Regions from separate parts of the Mus musculus genome. Here all the other regions are linked to region 2. The links are chromatin contacts, called in public Hi-C maps. All regions are on one chromosome and are shown on one strand. Each heading gives the region's core, a stretch centred on a gene start, on an enhancer-like site or on the middle of the called end of the contact. The rest is flanking DNA. Distances are from core to core; before and after follow the strand shown.

Region 1 (6,994 bases), core at 2,575-5,074, 390 kb before region 2:
AAATCACCTGCGTGCTGACTCAATCCTTGTTCATAACCCCTCACAGCAGAATGGAATTAATATCAAATATAATTAGCCCCAGGGCTATCCATAACACTCTTCAAAATGTTTGTCAGTGTGGATATCCATTCCTTGACACCCTCGAGCATCAGAGCTCCATCCTGACCAGGTTTCTGCAGGGCTACACTCTGATTGCAGTCCTTTTTTCCATTGACAAGACTGCTATTATTTTAAAGAGAAAAAAAGTCCTAGGAAATCTGTTCTTGATACTCTCCAAACTCGTGGGCAAGTTTTGCCAAACATACAGGCCCCAGTGTGGGCCCACTGCCAACCTTGAAGCCCTGAGGGGAAGCTCTGACATCTGGTGAGATTGCTCACAGCCCCATAATCAGCATCTCCTGCCAGAATTGGGACAGACATGTGGAGGCAATATTCTAGAGGGGTAGACTGGGTGGGACACAGGCCCACTACTATCAGTTAATGTGGACCCCCAAGAGTTAATGCAGCCATGGTGAAATTATGTGGAATGGACCGAGGACCTCTGAGGCAAGTCAAATTCAAGGTTTTTTCCTAGGCTGTCCACTCCAGGCTTCTTTGCTATGGAACAGCACACTTATTCCAGTGTTTCCGTGGCCTCTCTAGCTTACGCAGTTGCAGACAAGAGTGTAGAACTGTCAGGATCTGTCCCTAGTAATTCTATCTCCCTCTTATCTTCATGAAGGCAGATAATGGGCTGCAGAGATTGCCCGGTAGCTAAGAGCATGAACTACTCTTGCAGACGACTTGAATTTGGGTCGCAGCACTCACTCACATCAGATGGCTTACTGTAACTTTAGGAGATGTGACACTTCTGGTCAGCTATGGCACCTGCACTCACATACACATACACACACCTCCACCCAGACACATGTGTACACAAAATTAAAAATAAAGTCTTTTAAAAAGAAAATAAAGGCAGGAAAATGTTGAATACAGAGCAAGAATAGAACAGAACTCTTGGGTCCTGAAGTGATGGCTCTGTGGATCAAATACTTGCTTTGTAACTATGAGGAACAGTGGAAGAATTCGTGGGGGGCTTGTTGGCAAATAAAACGAGCTAAATCATTGAGTTTCAAGTTCATTAATAGACCCTGTCTCAAAAAAGGAAAGAAAAGTAGAAGGAATTTAGGAAGAGATCAGCAACTGACCTCTACATGAGAACCCACATATAATGACATACCCACGTTTACCAGACAGAGGAGGAACACTGTACACAGACACATAGGAGAGAAGAGAGGGATGAGGAAAAGGAATAAGAGGATAAGAGAGGGAGGGAGAGAGACGAGTAAGACAAAGAAAGAAAATAAAAATAAAAAAGGAATAGAGAAAGAGGAAGAAAAAGAGAAGTACCAGACCTATGCCTGTATCCCAGCAGCCATTTGGTAGAAAATCAACACTGCTACAATCATCATTTCTCTGTCCTTTGGGTACAGGTCTTCTTTTCCTTTCCTTTTCCTTTATTTAAGCCAGAACTCTCTTGTGTGACCACCTTTTATAGAATCTTCCAGAATATCTATCAGGAAAAATAAGCAACAAAGGTGTGTCTCCTGAAAGGTGCCCTGTTTTCCACTGTAAAGCTGCACCTCAGAACTTTCCATTCTAAACTTAAATTATATAGAAATGTTTAAGTCACAGAGAAAGGGAAATCTGCGTTTTCAATCTTTGGAAGTGTGAAAAACATTACAAAATCAATGAAAGAGATTATGCTTTCCATATAGGGTCGTGTGAATTGTAAAATTTGGTTTCTTACACATGGCACTACATCTAGAAAAATATTTTTGCTTACATCTATTGTTGTCCATTGAAGTATAGATTTTCCCACTAACCTTGGTTTTCAATAGATTTCATTTGCTGTAGCACAGATTTAATAATAACCTGGAAACCTGGGCTAAACTGCAGAGTACTGTTTAATATCCTGGTTTAAGTAAGAGTAAACCATTCTGAATCATGGCCTTTGGAATTTTAGGTAAATATACAAAACACTTTAATGAGCACCAAGAGAAATTTTATAAATGAACTGAACTGCGTCTGGCTTTGCATAATCAACCTTATTATTCAGCTAATATCATCGAACTGTCATTGGTAACACACGTCTATAATTTTGATCAGTTTCTTACATACAGTTACTCCTCTGTACTTACTTACAGGGAGTTGTTTCTTGGGGCTGAGCAGATACTTAGATCTGCAAACACTCAAGGTCCTTGTATTAAATGGTGTAGTATTTACACAGCACCAGTGAATATCTACCTGTACATGTCCTATCATCTTTTGGTGGTCTACAATGCCCAGTGAGATATAAATGCTACTGGACTGTAGAGTTTAGAGAAGAATGACAAGAAAAATGACTATGCATATTCATTTCAACTCTTTTTCTGACAGTTCTTTACCGAAAGGTAGTTGATTCTGTGGATGTTGATTCTGTGAATATGAAGGACAGCTATACATCATTTGATTTGATAGATACGTTATCAAAACCTAGTTATCTGCCCCAAGTATGTCCTATGGCCTGGCTTTACCATTGAATCAGTCATTTCCCAGAGCAGCTAAAAACTAAACAGCTTGAGAAGTTTCCTAATCCTTCCTGATTCTCTATTCTCCTGCCTGTTGGTTATGTTTTTAATATTGTATGACCCACAAGGTTAAAAGTTTTAATGAAATGGAAACAAACCAGAAGGAATCCATGGCTATGCTATCCATAACTATGTTATTTATGAATGTGCCTTCCAATGTCCCCAAGACCATGGGTCATATGAGTTTCTGGGTAAGCTCCTTAGAGGAGGCTAACATTTGCAAACCTTAGAACTTGGCTCTCACTCCATTAGATACTGAAATGTCTGGTGTGCTCCCCAATTCCTTAGATGGTACAAGCACAAGCTCAGTGCCATTGCTCTGGGCTTTGAGTCCTAGATATTTGCAAATTCGCAATCTTGTAACTGTTGTGTGATTGTTGCAGTCCTATAACTGGCTCCCTTACTCCTCCTCCTCCTCTTCCTCTTTGCTTCTGATAGGCTTTCGTTTGCACTTCTAAGCAGGTATACACTTGAATTAGCCTGGTCATTGGGAAAGAATATCTGCCAGACACACACTATATGATTCAAATGCTGTTATTGTTGAAGACATACATTTTTTCATCTTCAGCGAGTTTGACAGTCAACTCCAAACACATTTTTATTAATTGCAGTGTTTCAAAAAATATTCCAGATACTTTGAGAGCATGGAAATAACCGTTTTATGAAGGTTCCTCTTTTCTCTCTCAATAAAGTCTCCAAGGACAAGGCTACTCTTGCCTGGGAGTTTCAGTCTACAGAGCCTGCCTGATGCCCTCTCCTCAACCCACTCTGGTGTTGATCCTTCTTTGAAGCAACTATTATTGGCTTCCAATAGAGGCCTACAGATATGAAATCCCAAGGCTAGAATGTTTTTTCAAGGGAAATTTACAATTTTCCCTATAGACTAAACTTCATTCTGCCTTTGATATCAAGAGTTAGATCTTTCATTTTAGCTTCTACCTAGAGATTTTTATTGATTTGACACCACATGTAATTTGATATTTGCATGGGCTCAAGGTATGATTTATATATCTGGTATCCACATATGTTACACAGACAACAAAGGCACCAAAGCTGGATGTTTTCCAACTCTGGGACATTTGGGAAGGCACCGACTTCTCAGGGCCTCCCCTCCCTCATCTGTGATCCGGGCTCTCCTGGCCCCACAACACAGCTGTGAGAGCCAAATGAGCGAATAAGCATGAGTCACACATAGTGCAGCACAATGCCTGGCAGAGCATCCACTTCACAAATCAAATGGTAATTTATAAGACCTTAGGGAAATGTCCATGTGTCCATTGTCTGAATCATACTAACCACTTTAAATAACATTTTCTAATCTAACTAAAAGTGAGTAAGAAAAGCTTGACAAAATACGTTGCTCCGGAACTTTTCTTCTTCATTCTGGGAATTCATACAATTATGAAGAACTAATGATGAATAAGGACAGGTCACTCAAGATGCCTTTCCCCTTCCCTACTCCCCCCTCCCCATTCTTGAGATGAAACATCAAACCTTGGAGAGAGGATATAGTTCCATGACACATACAGAACTGCAGAGAGTAGAGAGGCCCTGCCTTTGAGTACCTGGCAATGTCTGTGGTCTAAATAAACCATCCTGCCTGACTTCAGGTTACCTCTGTGGTGTCACCCAACACATGGCTGGGGAGAGATACTAAGTGGTTATTGAGAGCTGGTGGGTGTGCATTCCAACACAACCGTGGCTCTTTCAGCATTATGCAACTGCGTAAGCTTTACTTTCTTGCGGCCTTACTTACAAGTAGAAAGCTTTTTCTATGTTAAAGGAATTCCTCCTCCTAAGAAAAGCAGCTGACCCAGCCCCAGCCCCAGTCACCCAGTGGTTGCCAAAGAAGACATCAGACCCTGGCATGGTCAGGACTTAGGATGCCACCATCTGACATTAAATAAAGACTGCTCTATCTGTACAAGTTTGTTTAAATTCTCCTTTTTGTCTCTTCCTACAAACTTAATTGTTATATATTCTTACAGTACAAAGTTAATCTCTAAAGCTTTATTTTCTTGCAGCGACATTAGGGAAATTTTGGTTAACACAGGAAAGGAAAAACTAGGTGTGAGGGTTAACCTGGCAGCACCACTAATTATCAGTCTATTTGAACATCTTCCACTGAAGGTATGTAGCTGCCTATACAGTTGTATGTGGTGGCCCTGTTACAGTTATCTGTTTGTCTTCATCACAAGACTCGTGCACAGCTCACGTCTACAACTCTGCAACAGGTTCTGTTCCAGTCTGGCTCATGTCTTCAATCTTTTGTAAAATACTTTGGTTCTCTTTTGAATTTCACATCATACACCCCAATCCCACTCATCTCCCCTCCCCTTGTATGTGCCCTCCACACTTTCAACATCTGCACTAACAGAGGGGGAAAAAAATCTCACCGTGGAAGCTGTAGTATGTCACACTATGTCCCATGCATATGATTTTGTCCACACTTCTGTCCACACTTCTTTGCTTTGTTCATGGAGTGAGTCATCTGCCTTCTGCTACTCCATCAGTAGTGGAACTTCCCTGGGACTCCTCTTGGAGAGCCTATTGTTGCCCTGTGTCATGGAGATCCTGTAGTTTGCTATCTAAAACACAGGCTCCTTCAAGCACTCCTACACAGCAGAGCAGGCCCTGGTTGTGGGCACTGAGGGTGATCATGCCCTGAGGGCATAAGTGTGGGAGAGTCAGCCCTGCCTCTTTTCTACTATGTGGTGGCATTGGCAGGGGAGAGATCCCCTCCCTTCACTTTTGCCTACCCCATTAGGGGTGGGTGGGAAAGTTGGCCCCAAGGTGGGGTCTCAAGAGCAGGAGCTGTTCCTGCCCCTCGCTTATTGTAGCATTCTGGAGATTGGGCCCTGCATTTCTCCTGGGCAGCACAGTAGAGCTAATCCTGAATGTATGAGTTTCAGTTGAGCCTGCCCAAATTCTTGTCTGCTGGGTGGTGGTGTGGATGAGGGAGAGATAGCCTCCAGCCATCCCTATCCTTCTCTATCTAAGGCAAGTAGAAGAGCTGGCCCCAGGGTCATGAGAGTGGGAGAACTGGCCATGTCCCTCACTGGCTGCAACACTTGGGAGAGCAAACCCTATACTTTGCCTGGCATGGTAGAGCTGGCCCTGATCGCAGGAGTTGCTGGTGAGCTGGCTCTGAAGGTGAGAGGGCAGGAGAACCAGAGGCTGACCAGCTCATATATCACTCAGGGCCAGATCCAGGGCTCTGAACTGGCCCAACACAACATCTACTCCACTGATGCACTTCATCTATCTTAGTTTGACCTGCTAGTGCTCTGATGTCCCTGGTTTTCCTCATGGATTGTGAAAGCAAGACTGTAAATGAATCACAGGAGGCAAGCAGAGGCATTATACAGTTAAGTTCAGGAACAATGCACAAAGCTTGTTAGCTGTCTTAGAATACAGTCTAAGAGGTGATAGTGAAGAAACCCTGGGGTACCTCCAGTCCTGTCACCAGCTGTCTTAGTTAGGGTTTTACTGCTGTGAACACCCACCATGACCAAGACAATTCTTATAAGGACAACATTTATTTGGGACTGGCTTACAGGTTCAGAGGTCAGCCCATTATCATCTAGGTAAGAACATGGCAGCATCCAGGCAGACACAGTGCAGGAGAAGCTGAAAGTTCTACATCTTCATTGAAGGTTGCCAGCAGACTACTGACTTCCAGGCAGCTAGGATGAAAGTCCACACCTACCGTGACAAACCAACTCCAATAGGACCACACCTTCTAATAGTGCCACTCCCTGGGCAGAGCACATACAAACCATCACACCAGCCCAAGACACTCAGTTACAATGTCCATGATCTGAAGGAGAAAAAAGAAAAAAAAATCAGAGTTTCTACATGAAGCTGAATTACCCTTGAAAGACCTGACCAGTTTCTTGGCTTCCCCAGCTGAGTCATGGCTTCCTGAGTTGCCAGGGGGCCGAATGAAGACTGTGGGTGGTTCTGTACAGGCCAAAAGCACAGTGCTAATCCCAGCTTCTTGAGCTTTTATGAAAGAGAGAGCCCACTTGATTGATGGTGTTATTTTGACCTTTCTGAGGCCTAACTGACTTTGAGAAGAAGGGAAAACAGATTCTTGGAATGGTGCTGAGCACTTGCAAACCCACAGGAGGTGTCAGAGGGCAGAGTGCCATGTACCCAGTCTCCTAGGGTAGACCTCAGGAGAAGGTTTAGATGCCAGGCTTGGGTTCCTGGCATCAGGCTGGGACAGGCTCTGCACAGGGTACCCAGCTAAGTGTGGTCTATGACAGTGAGCAGGAACTGGAATACTCTCCCTCCTGTCTTCCTTTCTCCCCTCCTATCCAAACACGTATTGGCACGTGCTCTTCACTTCATCCATGGATGAGAAACAACATAAAAACAGA
Region 2 (7,527 bases), core at 4,373-6,872:
ATGTTGTGTGATATAGTATCTTCTCTTTTTTCATTACTGTGTAGCATTCCACTGTATATGTATACATTGTTATAAAGTGTGCCAAATCATCATTCCATCATTCAATAACATTAGAAGGATTTACAATGGATTTTTTTTTCAGTGACACTAAAGCATCCTCCTCCATTTGTGCTGTGTCTCTGGAACATAATTATTTTCTGAGTTTATACCTAACAGTAGAACTTCTGGCCACAGACTTGGCCTAGTTTGTTTGATAAATACTGCCAAGACACATTCAGAAATGGCTGGGACTCTTACCAACAGAACATGAGAATTGTACTCGATCTTGCCAGATTTGGTGTTATCTGTGTTTTGCATACTTACCAATTTGGCAACTATGTAGCCCTAGCTTATTCCATTAGCATTCTCTTTCTCCATCATTAATAAAGATGGCCTCCTTTTCACATATTTTCTGGCATTTGGACAGTATGTGACCTTAATCAATTGTGGTATGTGTGCTTTCATAGAGATCATATTTTACTTCTTCCCACCCAGGGAATTGTCTCTCCCACATGTGTTGAAATGAACACCCATGCTCTATGAATCTGAAGTGCCACCCTCACTGTGACTCACTTGTTATTACATGCATGAAGCCATTCTCAGGATCTCTTTTTTATAGCAGTGGCTTAATTGTCCACATATTTGTCTGTGTTAGTCAGCTTTCTGTCATTGTAACCAACAACCAAGGTAACTGTGATGGCTAGTATTGGCTGTCAATAGTATTGACTGCATCTGGAATCAACTTAAACCCACACTGATGGGTATCCCAACGAGGGACATTCTTTATTAAATTATCAGAAGCAGGAAGGCTAGCCCTGAATCTGAACCATAGTTTCCAGCGTCAGACTACACAAAAGGTCATGGAAGAAGGAAACTTTGCCTTTGGAAGGTCGTCAGCTTTCTAGGAATCTCCCCATACTCTACTGCCAGAGTGAGACTACTGAGACATCCAACCTCAAAGACTTACAGCTCTCAGGGTCTCAGAATTCCTGTTGTGAGATAGCCATTGTTGCACTACTCGGATAGACCACATCTTGTAAGCCAGTCTAACAAATCCTCGTTTAACGTGTATGCTAATTCCACCTGCCCTGTTCCTTTAGAACCCTAACTAATACAGAAAATTGCTGAGTCCTGCATGACTTGGTCCCCCTCTCCGCAGCAGAGCCAGCAGGGTGTGGGTCTCTGAGAGTGTTGATGACTGCTAGACCTAAGACCTGTTTGTGTAATAATGGACATAATTTACTTTATGTTCCTCCTTCAGGAAAAATTCTCCCCACCAAAGTTATCAGAGAAATGTTCCCCCTGCCAAGGTTAATAACTGAATGATAATTAGAAACAGCAAGAGTCCAGGAGGCAAGGGTATGTCTGCTTTTTCTCAGCAAGGTGATGAATACTGCGACCTTCAGGAGAGCTCTATAAGACTGTAGGAAAGAACTCTGATCATCCTTCCAACAGAACCCATCAATAATACATCTTTCTTTTCAAACATCTTGAACATTACTTGACTTGTTTCAAGGTATTTAATTCTTTGATTGTTATATAATACATAAACATATCTCTATGTCTTGATTTTATACTCTGTTGTTATAATGCAGAATGCTTTCTATATTGACTTTCTGCTAAACTTAATTAAATCCTTCGAAACCACACACTTTTCCCAAGAGAGCTGGCAAAAAAATACCAAGGAGACTTACAAACATGTTCCTGAGTGAGATCCTGTAAGCAGCTGCTTAGAGCTCAGAATCCTTCCAGATATGGAGCAACTTTCATATCAGGGACTTTCATTGGCCTTTTATATTTAAAAAATGCTATGTATTTTTCAACCTGGCCCCCAAAGGATATTGGAATTGAGTTAGGCAATCTTTTATTATGAATATTAAAATTAATCTCAAAGTTTTTGTCATGAAATAATTTAAAATAAAAGCCAAAATTTTCCCTATTAAATTACTAAAATTCCTTTTTAAGTTAAAAGGTTTATTGAAATACAATATGGGGGTTGATGAATAAGGCAATCAAACATTCATTTTAAGTAAGTTTCTATAATTGTAATAGAATCAAAGGGAAAAAAAATCATTATTTAAAAGCATTTTTCTATTTTTGACACAGTTCTTCCTTTACTTAACAAAAATGTAATTATTATTTTTATGAACAGCAAAACCTATATATGTGATTATTCTTCCAAGCTAAAACTGCTAAGGGCTAGGAACTTGACTCGGTCAGAAGAATGACCATTGCATAAGCTTGAGGGCCTGAGCCCAGGTTCCCAGCACCCACAGTTTTAAACGGCAGAGGTGGTGGTTTGCATTCGAGTCCTTGTGCTCAGGAAGCTGAGGCAGGAAGACACTTGGGTCTCACTGACCATCTAGGTTTGTTGTTCTGTGAGCTTCAAGTTCACTGTGAGAGCCTGTCTCAAAAATTAAGATGGAGAATGACTGAAAAAGACATCCAATATAGATGTTCAAAGCACGCACACACATGTGTAAACAATACTGTCATCCATACAAGAACCATAGGTTCCAATGTTAATAACGCAAACAGGTCTCTCCCCACTCTGTTCCATCTCCATATATGCATATTTTTTGTTTTCTTTGTTTGCAATCTTAGACTTCAGGATCTTATTTTATTCCTCAAAAAAATAGTCATTTCATCTGTTGTGATTATACCAAACGACACACTGCTGTTATATTAGCAACAAAATAGGACCCTGATGCTCGGCAACAGATTTCCATTGTATTGTTTTCCAATACAGCCTCCATCATTTAATTCAGATGCTCCAAAATAAATGGTAAATTTGATTTAAGTGGCTATTTCTGGAGAAAAAACAGCAATTATACAAGCCAGATTTTACATGAAAAATTTGTAGAGAATTCAATATTGCTAGTTTTATCTAGACAGATCTTGAAATGTCTAAGTTGTAGTATCATTTATACTCTTGGATAAAATGAGGAACGTAAAATAAGTTTTACAAAGCACATGATTTTTCTTTTCAATTGAAAATCTTCAAAACTTGTTTCTTTGGACTAGGGTGTAATTCAGTGTAGAATGCTTACCTGGCAGTCATGAAACTTTGGGTTTGACCACTTACCATCAATAATGAAAACCATTCCTCTGCTGTGTCCTGTTTTTTGTTGTGTCATGAGCCAGAAATCCTAAAAGTTGCTGATTGAAGAATCCTAATATAAACATGGTGGAAAAACAGAAGTTTCATAGCCCTTTAAAAGCATAGAACTTTCAGTGAAATGCTAGATGTTGAGAGAAATAAAGAAAGAAGTGGACTGAACATGGAGGAATGGAAGGCCTTGAAAGACTCAGAATAGAATGCAGAAGCAAGCACAAGAGTCCTGGTGTGGCTGAAGGATGCCCCTGATGGAGACTGCCCAAGAAGTTTGGAGCCAGAAGGACTTATCGTGGAAACATGGGATCATTGCGTACTATCTACATGATGGGGGTAGGGTTCATGGCAGTTGGGGCTGGCTATGAATGTCAGCTGGAACCAAGGTACACAACAGAGGTGGAAACAACGGAAGCCCTACGTAAACCTGTCTACTCAAAGACTGAAACCAAAGATAATGACTGGGATTGGGGAGGGGGAGAGAGATTTTCACCCAATTGCCAATTTATTTGATAATCGTCTAAAAGTACCAAAAGAAAGACCAAGGCTGAGAAGACAGAAGATAACACAAGAGATGAGCATGGGAAACTTAGCTGATGTTGTGTTTCTTATATTTTAAATTATTTCTCAATTTTAAAAAGTTCAAATTTTGGACAAGGTGGGATTAAAACCTGACCACACCCCAAGCCAGTTATGCCAGGACACCTCACACATTTTCAATAATTATACAAAATAAACATAGCGTCCTGCAATAAATGTGTCCATTTCACATATTTACTAAATGGATTCTCAAGTATTCATTAGAGTCAGAGATACATGGGTAGAAGCATTGCAGAGGGAACCAGCTGTCTGTCCAGGTGTCCTGAAAGTATGATATCACAAGTCAGGGCAGCCTCATGATATCATTCTTTCAGTTACATGCTAAGTGCATATCTGTGCCCAGCCCTGGGCTGGATGGTTGATACTCCACTGTGGGTACTGTGGAAAACCATTTTATCTTTTCTTTACTGGAAAGTCAATGCTGCCAGTTCCTCCTAAGTCTCCCAGTAGATTAGACCAAGTTAGCACTTGGCAACTTGGAGGGCTATGGAACACAGAAGCTAAACAACAGAACAAGAAGCCTAACATGACTTTCATCTGATCCAGACATTGGCAAGCTATGTTCCACATGCCAAATCCAGCCTGCTGCCCGTTTCTCACGTCCAGCAAACTAAGTGTAAAATGTGAAGACAATTGATCTTCAGAGAACAGTTGCCTGATCTTGCCTTTTGGCACACAAACAGAAGACAATAATTACTAGCTGGCTTTATTATTTTTAAAGCCTAAACACTAGACTAGCCATAGTGAGACCACGTGGCTATCTGAAGAATTGTTGTTATCTCAGTGCGTCCATCTCTTGAACTTGGACAAGTTTCTAGGAGTAATGTCATCAAACTCCAGCTCTGACTCTTTCCTTTGCCAGAGTACAAGGAATGGGTATTTGCATTTTCCCCAACAATCTCATCAGCTTTCCAAGCTAGTGCTCCAATAGTTCAGTCCTAAGCATCCTGTGCTTTCAGCAGGTTTCTATAAACCCTGCCACTTACACTGTGCACTCTAGGCTTCCTCAAGAAAGGAATTGTACACAAAAAGAAAATGAGTAAATATTCCTAGCCTTTCAGGAATGGAGACAGATCTTGGTTATAGCCACTTAATCCCACTACTGTGTTCTGCAAATAGCAACAGGAACTGATGAGGGTCTGGACCTTTGTCTCATTAGTTAAGAACTTACACTGCTCTTGTAGAGGACCACACTTCATTTCCCAGAACCCATGCTAGAGGGCTCACAACCACACATAACTACAGTTCATAAAGAGCTAACACCCTCTTCTGGCCACTGCAGGCATTACACTCAGGCACAAACACACAGATAAACACAGATACACGTGCTGAAAACTAAAAATTAATTCTTTCAACAATATCTGAAAATGACCCTGTCAGGGTATGTTCCAACAAAGCCTTATTTACTGGAACTAGAAAGCAGGCTGGCTCTGGCCTATGACTGCCAAACCCTGACCTAAGTTGTTCTTAGCTGTTCCAACTCAAGTTTGTATCATATGTAGGAATTTCATTTTCTATTAAAAATTTTTAAAAATTGGAGGCATGTGAAATGGTACTGTCTTAAATAGATGCACAGGTGATATAATCAATCAAGTATAGCTTAGGGGAGAAACTTATGTAGCCCCTCACATAGCACAGATTAAGTTGAATCCCCCAAAATATATTTGAATCTTGAATCTTCCCAATGACCACAAGATCCTTCACTTTTGTATCAGTGAGATTGATGTCAGAGTCACCTTGAGCAAGCAGGACATTCGTCAAGCATGTTTTCTCTGTTGCACAATCCGTAGCATTTTCATCTAGAAAGACTTTCTGCATAAAACAGTTTGTGCTGCCTCTGAGGCATTTTAGCTTGTGGCCTATGAAGGGCACTACTCTGGCATGCCCAGCTAGGGTGTCGCTTTCCACCAGGGCCAGTCAGAATGTTCTCTAGAGCTTCTCCTGAATTTCAGTTTTGAAACGCTTGACCAAATGAGTCACAAGACCCAAATGAGGTCAGAAAAATCTTTGGGGTCATGCTCCTTCCTAATAGATGAGCTGCAATGGAAACCACTCAGAGCTGACATTCCAGAGGAATGTATCCCGTGTTTCTAATCATTAAAGTCAAAATTATAATAGATAGCACTCAGCTCCCCTGTTCGTGAGTTTTAACTCTTCAGAGGTCATTGTAGACGCAGCCTATTAAATAATGCAAGCCAGACAATGCTGACTGAATCAAACCCGAAATGTCACTCTGGGTTTAAATTGATTTTCTTATGTGAGGACCTCTTTGCTTGCAAATCAGAATGGCCTTATATTCTCACATCTGAAGGAGGAGGTTGGCTTTCGCAGGATTAATTTTAACAATGCCGATTGATGCGAAGGTTTGTGTTGGGTCATGGAATGGCCTTCTCTCCAGGACTTGAATTATTCATAAGCATTCCTGTGTGTTGTCTTTCTTTCCTGACAATACAGACAATGGCAATGGGGGAGAAGCTAGCCAGCTGCACACACTTTACCTTCTTGAACACACTAGCCAGTAGAAGTGGGTGGGTTTGAAGTGGGTGTATTAATTACAGGAATTTAGATGAATAACTCTTGAAACTAAATAACTAATAGCTGAAGGTGATCTAGTGACAAGCTGTGTTTTCCCACATAGATACATCTCATTTTGTCTCTCCCCTAACCATCTCTTGGAGGGTATTAACCAACAGCTCACTCACAGGAACAAACAACTCTATCTCTGAGCTGCAAACCCCAGCAAGCTGTGTGCACTTTATGCAAAGGTAAGAGGTTGTAAACATGCCAGGTACCAACCTTCCATCGTTGTGATCATGAATACAATTGTTTTGGCAGCCTCTTGAATGACCCAAGATTTAAAGAGCACCTGGAGATGAGCAGGTATACCATCAGGAAGGTACAACCCAAGAAAACCTGTACAACTCCAGCCTACCCCTCTAGGCTCCGACACTGGGGTGCATCCCGCACAGAACTCCAGACTGTTCTTCTAGAAAACCAACAAAGTCAAGGCTCTTTTTCAGTTTTCAGATAAGAATTTTAGATGCAGAGCATTTTCTTTGAGGGAAGCATCCCCTGCATCAGGGAGAAGTCAGACTGCTGCACTGAAGTGGGTACAGAAAAGGAGATAATTTCCTGGGGACTGAGAAAGCCTAGGTATGCTTCCTGACCTCTGTGATGTACACAGCTCTCTTTGTCCAGGGTAGGAGAGAATGGTGAATATCAGGAAACACAAAGAAGAACCGATTCTCAGATTATTGGATACCAAATGTAATTGCTAAAACTAATCTTGTAACTTAGACAAGCGAGCAGCTTACACCAACATCTGCAGTGGGGAATTTCTGTCTTCATTTTCCTTACTATATAAATACCGATAAGGAACCAGCTGCTTTCTCTATGGCTAACGGCAACATTATTATAGTCCTATAATCTAGGGTCAAGGAGAAACTGTCCCTGGTCCTCCGGGACCTTATTATGTCCTTGGCTTTGTAGAACAGCACAATTTTATAATTTTTCTTTTGGACAAAAAGAAAACGCACCAGCTTTTAGAATAATGCAAATTTTATGTGAGGAATTTGGCCAAGAAAAATATCCAGGGAAAACCCTGCCTAGATTCCAAGTACAGTTGAACAAAAGAAAAGAAAGAAGAAGAAAAGAAAAACACCATAACCTATGTGACCTTAATACAAAATGCAAAAGGATGGCACATCTTAAAGTAAAAAAATAGAAAAAAGAAAGGAAGGGAGGGAGGGAGGGAGGGAGGGAGGGAGGGAGGAAGC
Region 3 (7,607 bases), core at 3,233-5,732, 290 kb before region 2:
TTGTTACATATATATACATACATACATATATATGTGTGTGTGTGTATTCCTAAATACATAAATATAACCTCACTAGGAGACAAAGTCTCACAGCAAACCCCTGATCCTCTAAATCTGACAATCTTTCTATACCCACTTCTGCAATGTTCCTTAGCCTTAGGTGCAGGAGTGTATTGTAGTCAGACTGGGTTTATAACTCTGCATTTTGAGTGGTTATGATTTTCTGTACTGGTCTCTCTTTTTGGCAAAAAGAAAATTTCTTGGTGGGGGTGAGGAATATACTTATCTGTGAGTCTAAAGACAATTATTTAAAATGTAATTAGGAATTAATGCTGGTTTTGCAAAGTGGTGGCTGTAGGTTCTTCTCCAAGATCTATGACTTTACTAGGTCTGGGGAGTTGGCTAGGTTTCTAGTATCAGGTATAACTTCCCTCTTGTTTAGTGGATTTAAGTCCAATTGAAGAGCTGTTGGTTAGAACCGAGGTATGTGTGCCACTACTACACCCTTACAGTTGTCATACATGCTGGTCATTGTTGGCATTCGTAGGTTTCATAGCTGGGTAGGAACTTTGTTTGTTTACTTTAGAAGCTGGCATGACACCTTTGGTACCATGACATCTAGTTCTCAGAGATGTGGCTTTCAGATCTGCTCCAGCTTAGGGGTCTCTGGACCCTATGTTTTTGCTAGTATGTTCTTTCTATAAATTATTTACAATCATTTTGGAGTATAGCTCGGTAAGCCCCATTTCTGATTCCCAGGTATTAGGATGCAGACTGCTTGTCCCAAGCCAAACAGCTGAGAAGGTGCTGGCTGGAACTGGGATTCAGCAAGTGGGCTTGCATGGGCTCATAATAGTGGCAGATTATTTTCAGAAGTTCTATGATCCATTGTTACAGAGAGCCATTATTGATAACTGATGGAAAAGTCATTACTTTTATTTTTAACAATTATTTTTAACATTTCACTGCAATCTATCCAGAAGTTAGCAAAACTGCCTAGAGATTAAGTCTCATCCACCATCTCCCTTTATAAAGAAAGTTTCATTGTCATGACCACATGCATTTGTGAAGGGGCTGATATCTGTCAGGGAATAGCTTTACAGACGCAATCTTACTTAGTCAGTCTAACGTTGTGATTAATTGGATGGACGAGCCACAGCACTGGGGTTAATTGAGGCCCAATTCTACGTTGCAAGAACAGCTGTGTGGAAATGATGTAACCATTCTGGACTGATTCCCTACTTGTATAATGATGCCATATGCCTTAACAGTTGCTCTTCAGCAACCTTAAAAGAATTCAAGGAACTAGAGGCAGGACGGTCAGTCCTACTCTTCTACAGTTGTGTCCTCTCCAGGGTTAGTGGGTCAGAAGTCATTCAAGGACCGGCACAGACACCAAAAGACTAAACTGCTCACCTAAGTTTACTAAGTCCAGTACCTCGTATCCAACCCAAGATTCTCTGATGTTAGAATACATGCCATTTCCAAATGTAAATCAACAAGCACGTAGCAGGGGCTCAGCTCTGTCTCCAGCTGATTGAAAACTGAAATTTTCATATAAACATGGAGAATAGGATAGAGAGGTTTGCATGATACTAGAGAGTTTGAGATTTGTTCTGTGTACATGTACATGTGTGTAATTCAAGAGAGAGGGATTAGTATTGATTTGGAACCCACTATGCAGATATCAACATTTTTTTAGCAGTAAAGAGACAAGGTTTATGGCATAGTGTGGTTAATATTCTCTCTAAAGTCGAGGTGTATGAGGGACTGTATTGGTCATGTGTGTGCAGCTAGGACCCCAAAACCTGATAGAAACAACTTATGGGAAGGTAGATTTATTATATCTTGGCTCATGGTTTCAGTCCATCACAGAAAGGGGGTGTGGAAGAGTGACTGAATCAGCGGCAAGAGAAGTCTGGGGTCATAGGTGTTTGTATCACAGTAACTCCGAATGCAGAGAGGACATGCTAGGGCCTTTACATTCTCTAATGACCCCCTGAAGCCACCTAAGCTCCCTCAGTCTTCACACATAAATGAAGCTCATGCATGCTACTCATGGTGTTCTGGTTTTGATGTTGCCAAGAACATCAACTTGTAAGGGAAACCATGTCATCCCAGTTTCCTTATGCCGAAACCTGCTCACATTGAGGCCCGGGTGAGATTTTCTAAACCTAAATAACTTGCTTCCTCTCCACTCTCCTCCACCCCAGCATACAATGCATACTGGCTGCCCTGGCCTATATTACTCATGTGCATACAGCCAAGGATACACAGATGTTCTTCATAGTGAAGTCCTATCTTCCTAGTCATACAGCTCCTGGAGGTTCATGGGTTTTGATGTTCTTTCCCTGTTACATTGCATCAATGGCAAAGTACTTAGAGAACCCAGAATATATCCCATTGCTTTTAGCCAAATCTGTAGCTCATGAGAGATGTCTTCCTTACAAGGATCATTGCAGACCATCATTGCTAGGCCTTCCATTCCTCCCTGTCACGATTGCTTGCCTCACTTACCATGACTGACTTTTTGCTTTGGACAGACCCTTTGCCATTCACATCACTGACTGTATCTACAGAGCCTAAAATGCTATCTGCTTAATAGGAGAGGCTAAGGGTTTGTTGATGACTAAACAAAAGCATGTGAAGAAACAAATATAGCAATGTGTCTGCTTCTCTGCTTTTCTTTTCTTTTCTTTCTTTCTTTCTTTTTTTTTTTTTTTTTTTTTTTTTTTTTTTTTTTTTTGTCTATGATTTGATACAAAAGCCTTTCCCCACCTGTCTCCCTTGGAAACTCTGATCCATGCAGTAACTCTGATTCATGCATTATGGTCTGTCTTAATCAGCAAGTCTGATGTAATGCCTCCCTTGGTTGTGTAAGTGAGGAAAAGATGCTGTACCTCTGTTGTCCTTGTGACTTGGGCTTTCAATGACTGCAACATGTGTAAGCATTTAAAAAGAAAATGTTCCACACACACATATTCTCAGAGCTTCAGCCTGGAGACAGGTTTTGATGGGTCTGGCTAGAGATTTGTCTGTGAATTTGTAGGGCTTTTGGTAGATGGCTGATGGGGTGACCCAGGTACCCTCCTCCCTCTAGAAGTTTGCACAGAGCCTCTGAGATGGCCGACCAGGCAGGAGGGATGACTGAAAAGGATATCTTCAAACAGATGCCCTGGCATAAGACACAATCGACTAGCCAAGTTGTTTGTCAGCCTTGGCCTCAATGACTTCTGCTTTTCTGCAAAAGGGTCCTGGAGGGGGAGAGGTATTAATTTCAGTGTATGTTAATGTTTGGTATAAAGAAAATTGTGGAAACTTACATCTTAAATTAGCCCAGCCATCCAGCTTGAGACAAAGTGCCAATCCTATCCACTAGACTATTGTATCTCCCCCTCCCCCCAAGTTCTAAATAAGTCATAAGAAGCCTGTAGATCATAAAAGAAACCTCACTGCAAAACAACTCATTCTCCCTCTCTCTCCCTCCCTCTCTCTCTCTCTCTCTCTCTCTCCCTCCAAGTCAGGAGGTCTTTAATTTTAATTTCCTGTCACATGTGGAAGGTACACTGAGTAACTGGGAAAAAGAGTTTGGATGAGCAAAGCCCCAGCTGAGCTAGTGGATAGAGGTTTGTGGGGAGTTGAGAAAATAGGAGGTAGTTAGTAAGGTGGGAAAATAAATTGATAAGCACACACACACACACACACACACACACACACACTACAAGCCCCCTTGATTGTTAAGATTAATTCTGATCAAATATATGAACCCCAAACTATTAAATTTTTTGCAATTCTTGGGTCTCAGCTATAATTGGAGTTGAATGTTCTGGGGAGATGTTTAACCGTTGTGTGGCTCCTAAAGAGAATCCTTAGACAGCCCTCCGCCTACACACAGAGACATACAGGCAAACCCACTCCCCCAATTCCTGTTTTCATATATAGTATCTTCATTTCTTACCTTCCCTAAAACAGTGTCATATTTTCTTGTGTCAGGGAATAAATGCGGGACACTGGATATTTCCATGCAAAAATACAAACCACGAGGATATAGTCCCCAAACTCTCACTTTTCACTTTGCATCCACAGACAGGAATGGCCACCATGCACTCTTTAAGCTGTGACAGCACATGATCGGGGACAATTGGCCAAATAGTGAATATTAGGGGAATTCTAAAGCCCCAGTGATAGACAAGTTGCCATCCACCTACAAAGGGTAAAAGAAGACATCCTGAGCAGACAGGGTAGGGAAAGCATCCCATGTTTTCTCTTGCTTTCTGTTCCCTGGGAGAGTCCTTGTGAGCACAAAGCCACGAAAACAATAGGCCCAGCTGCAAGGGCAGTAAGGCAATTTATTAGGGAGATGACATTTTTAATGAGAACCACTTGTGGGAGGAGAACAAAGGGCCTGTTTGGTCAGAAGGATGCTCTCCAGTCTCCTCTGAAGTGCATGAAAAAGTAATTTTGTTTTTTCCGCGTCATACTGCAAGCCGTGGAATTTCCTCACACCCCAGATGTTGTCCAGCACAGATGCTGAACAAATGGAGCAACCATCCCACGAGTATTTCAAAAAGGAAAAAAGAAAAAGAAAAAAAAAAGGTAGCTCAGGGGATTTTTATGAGTTTTGTGGCCAAGAAAATCATTAGCAAATAATGAGCTTAGGAAAGAAGGCTGCGGTTAGCAAGATGTGGCCGGACACACAAAACTGTTCACTGCCATCCGAAAGCAAACGGGGAGCTCCGTCTTCAGTAGAGAAAAATAGAAACCTGTGGGTGGAGCTGCGGTATCTGCTTCCTAGTGGGTCTGCTGAAATCAAGTCTTCTGAATATTGTTTTGGCTGGATTCTAAAAATGATTAAACACAGTATGTTTACTCTTTAAAATGTGAAAATCAGAGATTATTCACTGGTACTATTACTTCACACGCCTCCAGAAAAAGAGTAGTTCCAATGTTCTAGCCTCTTTCCTCTGAGAGCGATACTCAGTGTACGCTCAGTCAGCTCTGAACCTCCTCCCTCTCCCTCCCCCTCCCCTTCCCCCTCCCTCTCTCTCTCTCCCTGTCCCTCTCCCTCTTGTTGTCTGTCTCTGTCTCTCACCCTCTCTGTCCCTATGTCTATTTCTGTCTGTCTGCTTGTCTCTGTCCCTCTCTGTCTCTTTCCTTCCCTCTGTCTGTCTCTCTGTCTTTGTTTGCCTCTCTGTCTCTCTCTCCCCCTCTCTCCCTCTCTATGTCTTTGTCTCTATGTCTCTTTCTCTCTCTCCTTCTGTCTCTCCCTCTCTCTGTGTCTGTCTCTTTCTCTCTGTCCATCTTTCTCTCTCTGCCTCTCTGTCTCTATCTCTTTCTCTTCCTCTGTCTGTCTCTCTGTCTCTCACTCCCTCTCTCTTCATCTCTCTGGTCTCAGTCTTTCTCTCTTTCCCTCTTAGTCTCTGTTTCTTCCTGTCTATCTCTCCCTCTGTCTCTCTCCCTCTCTCTGTCTCTTTCTCCCCCTCTGTCTATCTCACTGTCTCTGTTTGTCTCTGTCTCTCTCCTTCTTTCTCCCTGTCTCTCTCTCTGTATCTCTCTCTACCTGTGTCTATCTCTGTTTCTCTCCCTTTCTCTCTCTCTCTCTCTCTCTCTCTCTCTCTCTCTCTCTCTCTCTGAAAGTGAATGTAGGGAATGCAGTATAGATGGAGATGGAAGGAAGAAAGTTCAGCCCAGTTTCTTCTTGGACCAGACATCAGGGGCTGCTCTGTGTCCTAGGAAGCAACAGAGGAATTTGCATGGGCTTTCTAAGTCAGTTTCCTTTCCCTACTCAGGCAGAAGCTTGCCTATGTGTCTTAGGAAGGCCCTGTTGCACCATGTTTCAGGTCAGAATTCAAGAACTAATGGTGTTTGAAAAATCAAAGCAAAAGCAAGCCTCTGATCCGAGTTTCAGAATCTCACAGGGGCACCATCAGCTGCAAAGGCTCCTGGCATGCAGGACCACCAAAGATATAGTACACAGGATGCAGAGCAGCTACAGGAAAGATCATGGGAGAATCCAAAAGGAAGATGCTACTATCCATGAGCTAAGTGGACAGGAATCCTCTAAAGTCTTGCCAGGCTTCCAAGGAACAGGACTCACCAGCAACATTGTCAGTATCATCTCAGCTCTACCTTTATCAGCACTCACCAAACCAGTCAGTAGTGGCAGCTCAGAATAACCTGGGAGACTTCTTAATCCCCAAAGCATATTAAGGCATGAGACCCTCAAAGCTCACAAAGATTAAGTAAAATTGTCCCAGGTCACGCAGCAGATCATGGTGAGGAAGGTTCCCAGGGCCCTGTCAGCAGCCATCTTGGTCCGTCCCACTCGGTAATTGGTCCTTGCATAAATTTATGGGCCATGCTGGCATCTGTTGGGCTCAGCAAAGCAGATCTATAAACTACCATAAACAGACATGCAAGCCATATTTTTAACCTCACCAGAGGATTGTACCAAAGAACGGTTCCATCTAGCTGGGGAAATGGTTTTAAATAAACATTTCAAAGGAAGTAAATCATCTTGAGAGATATGTCAAACAGATGGGAGATAAACAAAGTCAATGAAATTGAATCCATATATGAATGAACCCAGCAGTGGAGATGTGTAGAGGGGTAATTGGTCTAGGATTGAGAGCAAAGAGGAGATAGTAGGCCAAGGCTGAAGATCTTCCCTCTCCTCTCCAGGACCCATTTTCACCGCTGTTTGCTGATGCTGTCTCCTTACATTGGCTCAGCCACACTCAGAAGATGACAAGGTTCAGGAGCAATTAACACTTTTCACAGATCCTTGCTGCCTTCCTCAGGAGAGGGAGCATCTGAGTTGTCCCTGGCAGCTGCTGCCTCTCACAAGCAAATAACCTCTCAGCTTGGCGGTGAGCCAACCAAGGGTGATCACACGGTGAAGAACAAAGGGCAGTCAGGGATGTTTATCTTAAAAATTCCAAGTCCTGATGAGAGTAAGGGTTTTTGAATAGAGGAAATAAACTACGAATTAAAATTTCATTAGTTTCCTACACAAGCCCCTTTCCCAGAAGCTATGTCCAATTGATCACTGCTCACATAGGAAAAGTTAAGTTTGCTCCAATGGTGTCTCATTGGGAATCAAGCCACTCTTTTTATTATTACTATTATTATTATTATTATTATTATTATTATTATTATTATTATGTATTTTCCTCAATGACATTTCCAATGCTATCCCAAAAGTCCCCCATACCCTCCCCCCCACTTCCCTACCCACCCATTCTCAAGCCACTCTTAAGGGTTTTCTTAAGGGTACATCCCATGCCCAGTGGAAGATGTTCAACTCCATAAAACTCAATCGTATTTTTGGAGGGTTTCTTTATTTCTTTTTTTTTCTCCTTTTCTTTTCTTTTTGTTTTTGTTTGTTTGTTTGTTTGTTTTCTTTTTGGAGATCTTTCACATACATATCATGGCTTCTATTTTGCTTTTATAGGTTTCACATGTACAAAGGCACGTGCCGCAAAGTCTGCATGTGTTCCCTGTGCTTTATCGTTGGGTCTTTTTTCCTATTTGGTTTGTCCTGTCTGGTTTATTTATTTTTCTTTTATCTTATTTCATCATTATTATTTTAGATGCCTGTTTGTATT
Region 4 (7,568 bases), core at 1,841-4,340, 450 kb after region 2:
ACAAAGAAAACATTAAAATGGGAGATGTTTAAAAATAAATAAGCAGCTTTGTGATCTTGGTTCTACATTAACTCAGAATGTCCTTGAGCCAGTGTGTGCTTACGGAGTTGGACCACATACATGTATGATGCTCTGTATTGGAAGGGTCAAAACAGGATGTGCCACCTACAAAAACCAACCCTTTGTAGCCACGATAACTCAGTGTGTGCTTAGACACTTCAGGCTGGCAACAGCACTGTAAGCTATAGTTATACACATATGGATAACTTGTATGCTGGTTACACTGGTCAACTCTACAACCAAATACCTGACAAGAAGCAACTGAAGAGAGGAAGGATTTATTTTGGCTCAAGGTTTGAAGGGATCCAGTCCACTGAATCTGGAAAGGCATGGCGGCTAGTAGCTCTGTGGCAAAAGAAAACACAGACCAAGACTCCTCAAATCATCTCATGTCAGTGGAATAAGAAGCAGAGAGAGAACAGGAAGCAGGGATGGCTATAGACCTCAAGGTCAGCCTACAGTGACCCATTTACTCCAGCTAGGTCCCACTGCCCCCAACCACACCCTGAACTGGGGACCACATTTTTCAAACAAATAGACCTGTGGGGAACATCTTACACCCAAGCCATCCTTTGAGCCTGTCCTTTGGCTGATATGATGGTTAATCTAAATGGTCATTTTGATGAGATCTAGAAGGATATCTGGGAGGGATTTTCGAGGATAGGTTAACTTCTGGGCATGCCCATGAGGGAATTGTCTAGGTTAGGTTATCCTGTGAGCCTGCCTGTGGGAGATTTTTTGGATTGGGTTCATTAAGATAGGTAGACCCGCACACATGGTGTACAGTCTCATTCTCTGGGCTGGGATCCTGAACAGTAATTAAAAAGGTAAAGTTATGCCGAATACAGATATTCATCACTCTCTGCTTTCTGGTTGGGTGCCTCAAGGTCCTGCCATCAAGGCTATACCTTGAATTGTGAGCCAAAGTTAACCCTTCCTTCCTTTGGCTGTTTTTGTCAGGGTATTTCATCATAGCAATAGAAAAGTAAAAAGACGGGTGAGCCAGGTGAGACCACAGCAGCCTGTCCAGTGTCCGATGGCTGATGCTTTAAACAACAGCCCCGGGACCCAGGTTTTCCAAGGCTCCTGTCTCACTTAGGGTTTTACTACTCTGAACAGGCATCATGACCAAGGCAAGTCTTATAAAGGACAACATTCAACAGGGGCTGGCTTACAGGTTCAGAAGTTCAGTCCATTATCATCAAGGCAGGGGCAGGGAAGCATCCAGGCAGGCATGGTGCAGGAGGAGCTGAGAGTTCTACATCTTCATCTGAAGGCTGCTAGTGGAAGACTGACTTCCAGGCACCTAGGGTGAGGGTCTTAAGTCCTCACCCACTGTAATACACCTACTCCAACAGCGCCACACCTCCTAATAGTGTCACTCCCTGGGCCAAGCATATACAAACCATCACAGCCCCCCTTTTCATCTCTTCTCTCTTTACCTGTACAAGATATTATGTGGGTTAAGTTCTATTAGCTGGGACTCACTTTGCCCCACCTATGAACTGCTTCTCAGAACACACCACAGCTCTGCCCAGTTTAGCTGTTGGAAATCAGAAAGCTCAGCAGATCCCCCCCCCATCCAGCTCTGCAAGTACATGTCATGGGTGAGAGCTTACACTCTGGGGTCCCAGAAAAGGGTCTATAATGAAGGGAGAGCCCCTAGGTCCATGTTTGCTAGGACTCATCTTACGTGTAGCCTTTGATGATGCTTAGGGGAACCATCATTCTAGGCTGCTATGATCAGGCAGCATTGTTTGCCTCTTAGTCCAACAAAAATAAGGGCAGAGAACAGGATTTTGGATGTGTCTAACAAAGCTGTTTCAACCCAGAAAATGGAGTGTGAGGGGTGTCATCACCTATTCGTCACAGCATATCTCTACTGAGCATGCCTGGGAAACGCCACTCTACCTGAAGTGCTTGAGAGCCATCACAAAAGCATTGTTTGGTGTTTCAGATGCCAAGCCCCTTCTCAGGACTTCCCAGTGAACAGTGTCCAAAGGCAAACTGAGATGGAGTAAACTCCACCTCGGGTCTCAGTTTGGCTGCAGACCATGGGATGAGGATCCTAGAGGCCCCCGGCGTGCTTTGGAGACACTGTAGGATTTGGTGTAGCCTCTGGCCTCCAGGCAGCTGGCAGAAAGAGAAAATTCCAATCTAGTGCTTCCTTCAGCCTTAAGGCTGGGCTTACTTAATACCGGGTTTCAGATCTTGCTGGGGGCCTATGATCTATATTTATAAGTTTTCTTTTTAGGTCACCAAAGAATTTGAGTACTGCTCCTCAATCTTCCTAATGCTGCTGCCCTTTAATACAGTTCCTCGTGCTGTGCTGACCCCCAGCCATAAAATTATTTCATTGCTCCTCCACAACTGTAATGTTGCTACTGCTGCTATGTATCTGATATACCACCCTTGTGAAAGGGCTGCTTGACCCCCATGGAGTCTGAATCCACAGGCTGAGAACTACTGAGGCTTCTGGGATTTCTTTCAGAACTACAATTTACCAAAAGGCAAAGGCTGCCATTTTTAGTATGGACCGAGATGCCTCTTCTAACATTAACTGACAGGGGAGCGGTATATAATGTGTATGCGCAAGGGAGAAGCCATATAATAGTGTGGTATGTATATAGCTGTGTTTCCTATTCTATGTGTATCATGAGATACACATATGTGTATCCTGTGTATATTGTATTCTATGTATATCATGAAAGTCTTGGAATTTTATGCAAGGAATAAAAAATATGTTTTCTTGAGAGCAAGGGGCATGAGCCTTGATCAACCATCTACTTGCCCATCACTGAACTAGAAAGTCAATCAATTCACTTGTATGAGAGCATTCTGTGTAAATAAGACACCAATATTAAGAATTGAATTATTTTTCTGCATTCTAACGATCCAGTAAGAAGAGTTGTAACTTACAGAAAAAGAATAGAAATGTGGGCAAGGAATTCCTAGTTCAGGCTTAAGAAGGACCTTGCAGGCATAAAATTGATTGGTAAATACTGAACCTTGGAGCGATGGAAACAGCTGAGAGTCATGCGTCCAAATCCATTTCTCTGCAGCTGCTCACTGTAAGCATGTTTGCAGGATCACTCTGGTGTCCTCAGTGTCAAGGACGAAAGGCAGTAGTAGTTCCAGCTGAGGTTTGAGAGCCAGGCACAACAGTGTTTAACTATAAAACATGGGTCTGTGGAGGGGGATCGGTTGGTAAAGAGCACACAAAAGAGGACTTGAGTTAGATTCCTAGAACCCTGATTAAAAAAGCCAAGTGTTGTGGCTCAATCGTGTGACCCTAGGCCTGGATCAGTGAAAACAAGCAGATCCCTAGGGCTCACTGGCCCACCAAGATTCAAGACATTAGAGAGGATATCTTTAAAAGTAGATCCTAAGGAATGTCACCTAATGTCCTTTGACTACCACATACATGAACATACACACACACACTTTTAAATAAATAGCAGGATATTCCAGCAATACAGATGAGAATCTTAAATCCAGCAAACAATATTTTCAACATAGGTGACAGAAAATAGGAAAGTGGCTATATTAGTTTTCTACTGTTGCAATAGCAAATCATCAGATATTTCATGGAATAAAAACTCATATTACTCTCATACTATGGGAACTAGACATGGGTAGGCTATATTTGTTTCTTCCCATTTTCCAGCTTTTAGAGGTTGCCTGCTGTTAGGCTTGAAAATGGAGTGTCCCCCAAAGTGTTGTGGCCTTTTATACCAGCTGATAGTCTTTGGGGAAGTGGTTGGAGCCTGGGGACTCCAGCCTGATCAAAGGATTGATCTCTGATACATATAAATATGACATATTGATATATTCATAAATGATGGCATTATTGGAAGCTGGCAAAAGAAGGATGTCGGAGCTAGTTGAAGGAAGTAGGTCAGTGGGAGAATTCTCTAGAAATATGTGCCTCGTCCCTTCCCCCTCCCTCTTCTTGGCCACCGTAAGCTAAGCAGCATTTACTGCTGCCATGAATATCTGCCTCACCATGAACCCTGAACAATAGATCCAGCTAGCTGTGGGTGAAAGCTCACAGAAAGCAGTGAGAGATACCCACATTCCTGGGTATCCTCCACATTGCGTCTTGTTCCTTCCATCTTCAGAGAGAGGCAGAGTGTCTTCCAGCTTCTCTCACTTGCTTTCTCTTCCACTATTATTTCTGTCTTCTTCTCCTTACAAGAATCATTGCAGTAACACTGGGACCATCAGAATAATCTCTCTGCTCTGTGATCCTTACTATGATAGATGAAAGTCTCTGAGACCAGGAGGGAAGCAGCGTATTACTGGGTTACAGGGATAGGGACATGTTCAGGGTGTGGGGAGCAGGGGACATTATTCAGTTCACCATTGAATAGTGACTATTGTTTGGGGATCTGCCAGTGAAGAAATGATGCTTGTGTAAGAGAAGCAATGATGACTGCTTTAAAAAAGTAATGAGTTTGCGCCTTTCTGCATGGAGCCTGTGTAGAGACTCCTTATGAGACAGAGACCACCTGTCAAACTACAAATGCAGTATTTTTCTGCTGTAATATGAAGTGTTGAAAGGGGATATAGCCTTTTCTGCACAGTTAGAAACAATATAAGTTATAATTTTTGGAGAGTAACCTGGCAACATACAGCAAAAAAATTTAGATTCTCATTTATGTCAGTCTAAAAAATTGTACTCCAATAAATGAATCCTAGGGAAATAATCAGAAGCAGGTACATAACTTTACCTGTAAGGCTATTTATCAAAGAGCTTTCAAAGTAATAAGAAAAAAATAGCTAGAGGCAAAAAAAAAAAAACCCTAATTTTCACTTTCTCAAGATTCAAATTAAGTGTGGTGTGTTTCTTTTAAATGTATATAAAAATACATTTGACCTTCCATAAAATGTTGCAGAGGAATATTTGACAATGTAACAAGATTTTTTTCAATACCTTGAGTAATGACATAGCAGGGTATGTCAATTTGTATAGCATGTTTCCTATTTTTAAGATATGATCCTATGAATTAATGTCCCTCCTGGAAAAAAATGACGCAATCAATTGGGGACACATTGACGATGGCTCAATGACTGAAGGGGAGAGGGCGGAACATCACAGAATAGTAGTTTAGCGACTAAAATAAAGGAAGAGATAGGAGGGTTTGTAGATGAGTGATCCACAGGGACTCACCATCCTCGAGGAACTTTGCTGAGAAGAAAAGGGACATAAATATCCTGCCCGCTGGCCTTGGTCTGATCTCTTCCCTGAGCACGTATTGTTCCCGTCCAGCCATGAGATCTGATACCAAGAAGTCCTTTGCAGAAGGAAGATGGAAGGCAAAAGTCCCAAGCAACAGCAGACTGCCGTGGGTCGCCCTTCTCCCCGGGGTTATTGGCCACTGGCCCATCATGCAGTGTTGACAAACAGGGTGGAAGATGGCCTGAGAGTGTGAACAGTAATCTTGTCACACTAGGACCAACTTCAGGGAGACAAATCAACTTTGCTCAAGGTGAATCAAGAGTTCTCTAGTTTTGGGGAAAGAGGTAAGAATACCCAGGGTGGCAAGGGTCGTTGGTTGAGGGCTAAGGTACTGAGATACTGCACTGCCATGGGGAGGCACTCCAGGAATCTCAGGTGCTTGCTGATCAGGTTCTTATCTGGAGAAAGGAAACTGAACCTGTAACCTAACCAAGGCTACATGACATCCCACAGGTAGAGGTATGTGGGGGTTTTGAACTCACCAGACAAGGTCAGAGAAAGAGAAGCCTTGCTGACAAAGGGAATCCACCAAGCTCAGAAGGCTATTCTGACAATGGTAGTCTTCAACCTTAGTTAGCAAGGCAACATCTCTGCTTGTTTTAATTTTTTTTAATGGAGAAATGCTACAAAAGTGTTAATAAAGCCTCTATATTGGGGGTAGCTTGGTACAGAACCAGAACCTGACTAGCAGTGATTTTTGCAATTCTACTTATCTGCCATTTTAAAAATCAGACAGGGCAAGGTGTAAGCATCAAAATCAAATATAACACAGACAGAGGCCATTACAGAAAACTATAACTGGTGAAAATACAAAGAACTCACCAGGAGTTGCCTAGCACGAGTGGACACATCTATAATGCAACTCCTGCACCTAAGATTGGGGGCACATTGTGGGGGGGGGGGACACAAAAAGATTGTAAGAACCAGAGGACCAGAAAATGTGCTGTGTGATTTTGAACCCTAGAAATGACAGGAAAACTTCACTCAGGACACCTCAACAGTATGGCTGCCTAAAGAAGACATGAACAAAGACAACACCGATAGACATGCTAATATGGAAGGGAGGAGCCAGAAGGGCTCCCTCCTATAGAGTAAGAATTACAGGCAACTAAGGGATGCTGAGAGCAGGAGAAATAGTCTCTCCAGATGGAAGAACTCCCTAACTGGTTATCTAAGACCAAATGGTCAGCCCTGAAATCATGTAATACAAGCAACACTAAACATACTCAGAAAATCCAATTCCACTTATGTATTTCTGCATACACATGTATGTATCAATAGCAATTGCAGTGATGGTACATACCTTTAATCTCAACATTTGGGAGGCAGAGGCAGGTGGATCTCTGAGTTTAAGGCCAGTCTGGTCTACAGAGTGAGTTCCAGGACAGCCAGGGATATTCAAAGAACCCAAACCTATCTTGAAAAACAAAAACAAACCAATTAAAAAAAAAAAAAAGAATTTGAGAGTGAGCAAAGGAGAGTGACCTGAGAGGGGTTGGAGGGAAAAAAAGGAAGGGAGAAGATTCAATTACGTTTTAATTTAAAAGTAAAATAAGAAAGCATATAAGGAAACATAATTTTAAAAAAAATTTCAGGCAATCATGTACATGGTTTATATGTGGGAACACAACTAAAGAAGAAATACTCACTGACAAGTCAACGGCATGCTCTGTAGTATATTTGCATTTTCTTCCCAATGTCTAAATATTCTACAGTGAACACACACTGCTCAAGGGATCCCAAATGAAAGTGTCCGTGTTGAAAGAAACAAATACATACCTGGCTCATGGTGGAGAAGAAAGGAAAACCAAGCCCGGTTCTGCCACTTAAAGGCGAAGTATCTTTGCCATGTGTGTAAGCAAGAAGTCTTAGCCTTTGTCCAAAAGCTGGAAGCTCATGACGTGTGGCAGAGGGATCTGACTTGGTCACTGATTAGCCCAGGACCCAAAGATGGTGAGAAGCCAGGAGATTCCAAATGCTTCTGGTTTAAGCAGTTAGGGAATGCACAGGTTTCCACACGAAGCGCCGAGCAGTTAGAGATGACGTATAGACAGAAGCCATGCGGTTTCTGTATGCTGTAGTGAGGTCAGATAAATCCCCAAGTCTCTCCTAGAGAGGAGCAATGAAGCCACAGCCATGGAAGCCATTCTACAGTGATGAGAAGCATCATACTTAATTAATGTTAAAGGATCTGTTGTGGGGATGGAGGGAAGGAGTGAATGGGTGTGGAAAGATATTCTTATACTCTTGTTTGTTTATTTGCTTG

What was found. A called contact is a pair of places that touch in the nucleus more often than the background predicts.
Region 1: a contact with region 2 is called in a Hi-C map of muscle stem cells, with 2.3 times the contacts expected there. The contact joins two enhancer-like sites. A contact is called at or near these places in 2 of 484 Hi-C or Micro-C datasets (the C2C12 cell line and muscle stem cells).
Region 3: a Hi-C map of muscle stem cells shows a contact between it and region 2, with 3 times the contacts expected there. The contact joins two enhancer-like sites. A contact is called at or near these places in 4 of 484 Hi-C or Micro-C datasets (the HPC-7 cell line, adipose-derived mesenchymal stem cells, cortical neurons and 1 more).
Region 4: a contact with region 2 is called in a Hi-C map of muscle stem cells, with 1.9 times the contacts expected there. The contact joins two enhancer-like sites. A contact is called at or near these places in 1 of 484 Hi-C or Micro-C datasets (muscle stem cells) and 1 of 115 datasets of contacts at active chromatin or transcription factors (fibro-adipogenic progenitors).

The regions. Positions count from the first base shown.
Region 1 is chr7:72,438,392-72,445,385 of GRCm38.p6, forward strand. No RefSeq gene overlaps it. Among named protein-coding and RNA genes, the nearest start is that of Gm39035, 140 kb to the left of the region's middle. Within about 2 kb of position 3,825, at least 44 of the 459 cell types and tissues checked have an H3K27ac peak or open chromatin away from gene starts, as enhancers often do. A contact at or near this core is called in muscle stem cells, where this site is marked.
Region 2 is chr7:72,830,594-72,838,120 of GRCm38.p6, forward strand. No RefSeq gene overlaps it. Among named protein-coding and RNA genes, the nearest start is that of Gm36865, 7.7 kb to the left of the region's middle. Within about 2 kb of position 5,623, at least 2 of the 459 cell types and tissues checked have an H3K27ac peak or open chromatin away from gene starts, as enhancers often do. A contact at or near this core is called in muscle stem cells, where this site is marked.
Region 3 is chr7:72,537,294-72,544,900 of GRCm38.p6, forward strand. No RefSeq gene overlaps it. Among named protein-coding and RNA genes, the nearest start is that of Gm39035, 230 kb to the left of the region's middle. Within about 2 kb of position 4,483, at least 78 of the 459 cell types and tissues checked have an H3K27ac peak or open chromatin away from gene starts, as enhancers often do. A contact at or near this core is called in muscle stem cells, where this site is marked.
Region 4 is chr7:73,283,326-73,290,893 of GRCm38.p6, forward strand. No RefSeq gene overlaps it. Among named protein-coding and RNA genes, the nearest start is that of 4930429H19Rik, 23 kb to the right of the region's middle. Within about 2 kb of position 3,091, at least 2 of the 459 cell types and tissues checked have an H3K27ac peak or open chromatin away from gene starts, as enhancers often do. A contact at or near this core is called in muscle stem cells, where this site is marked.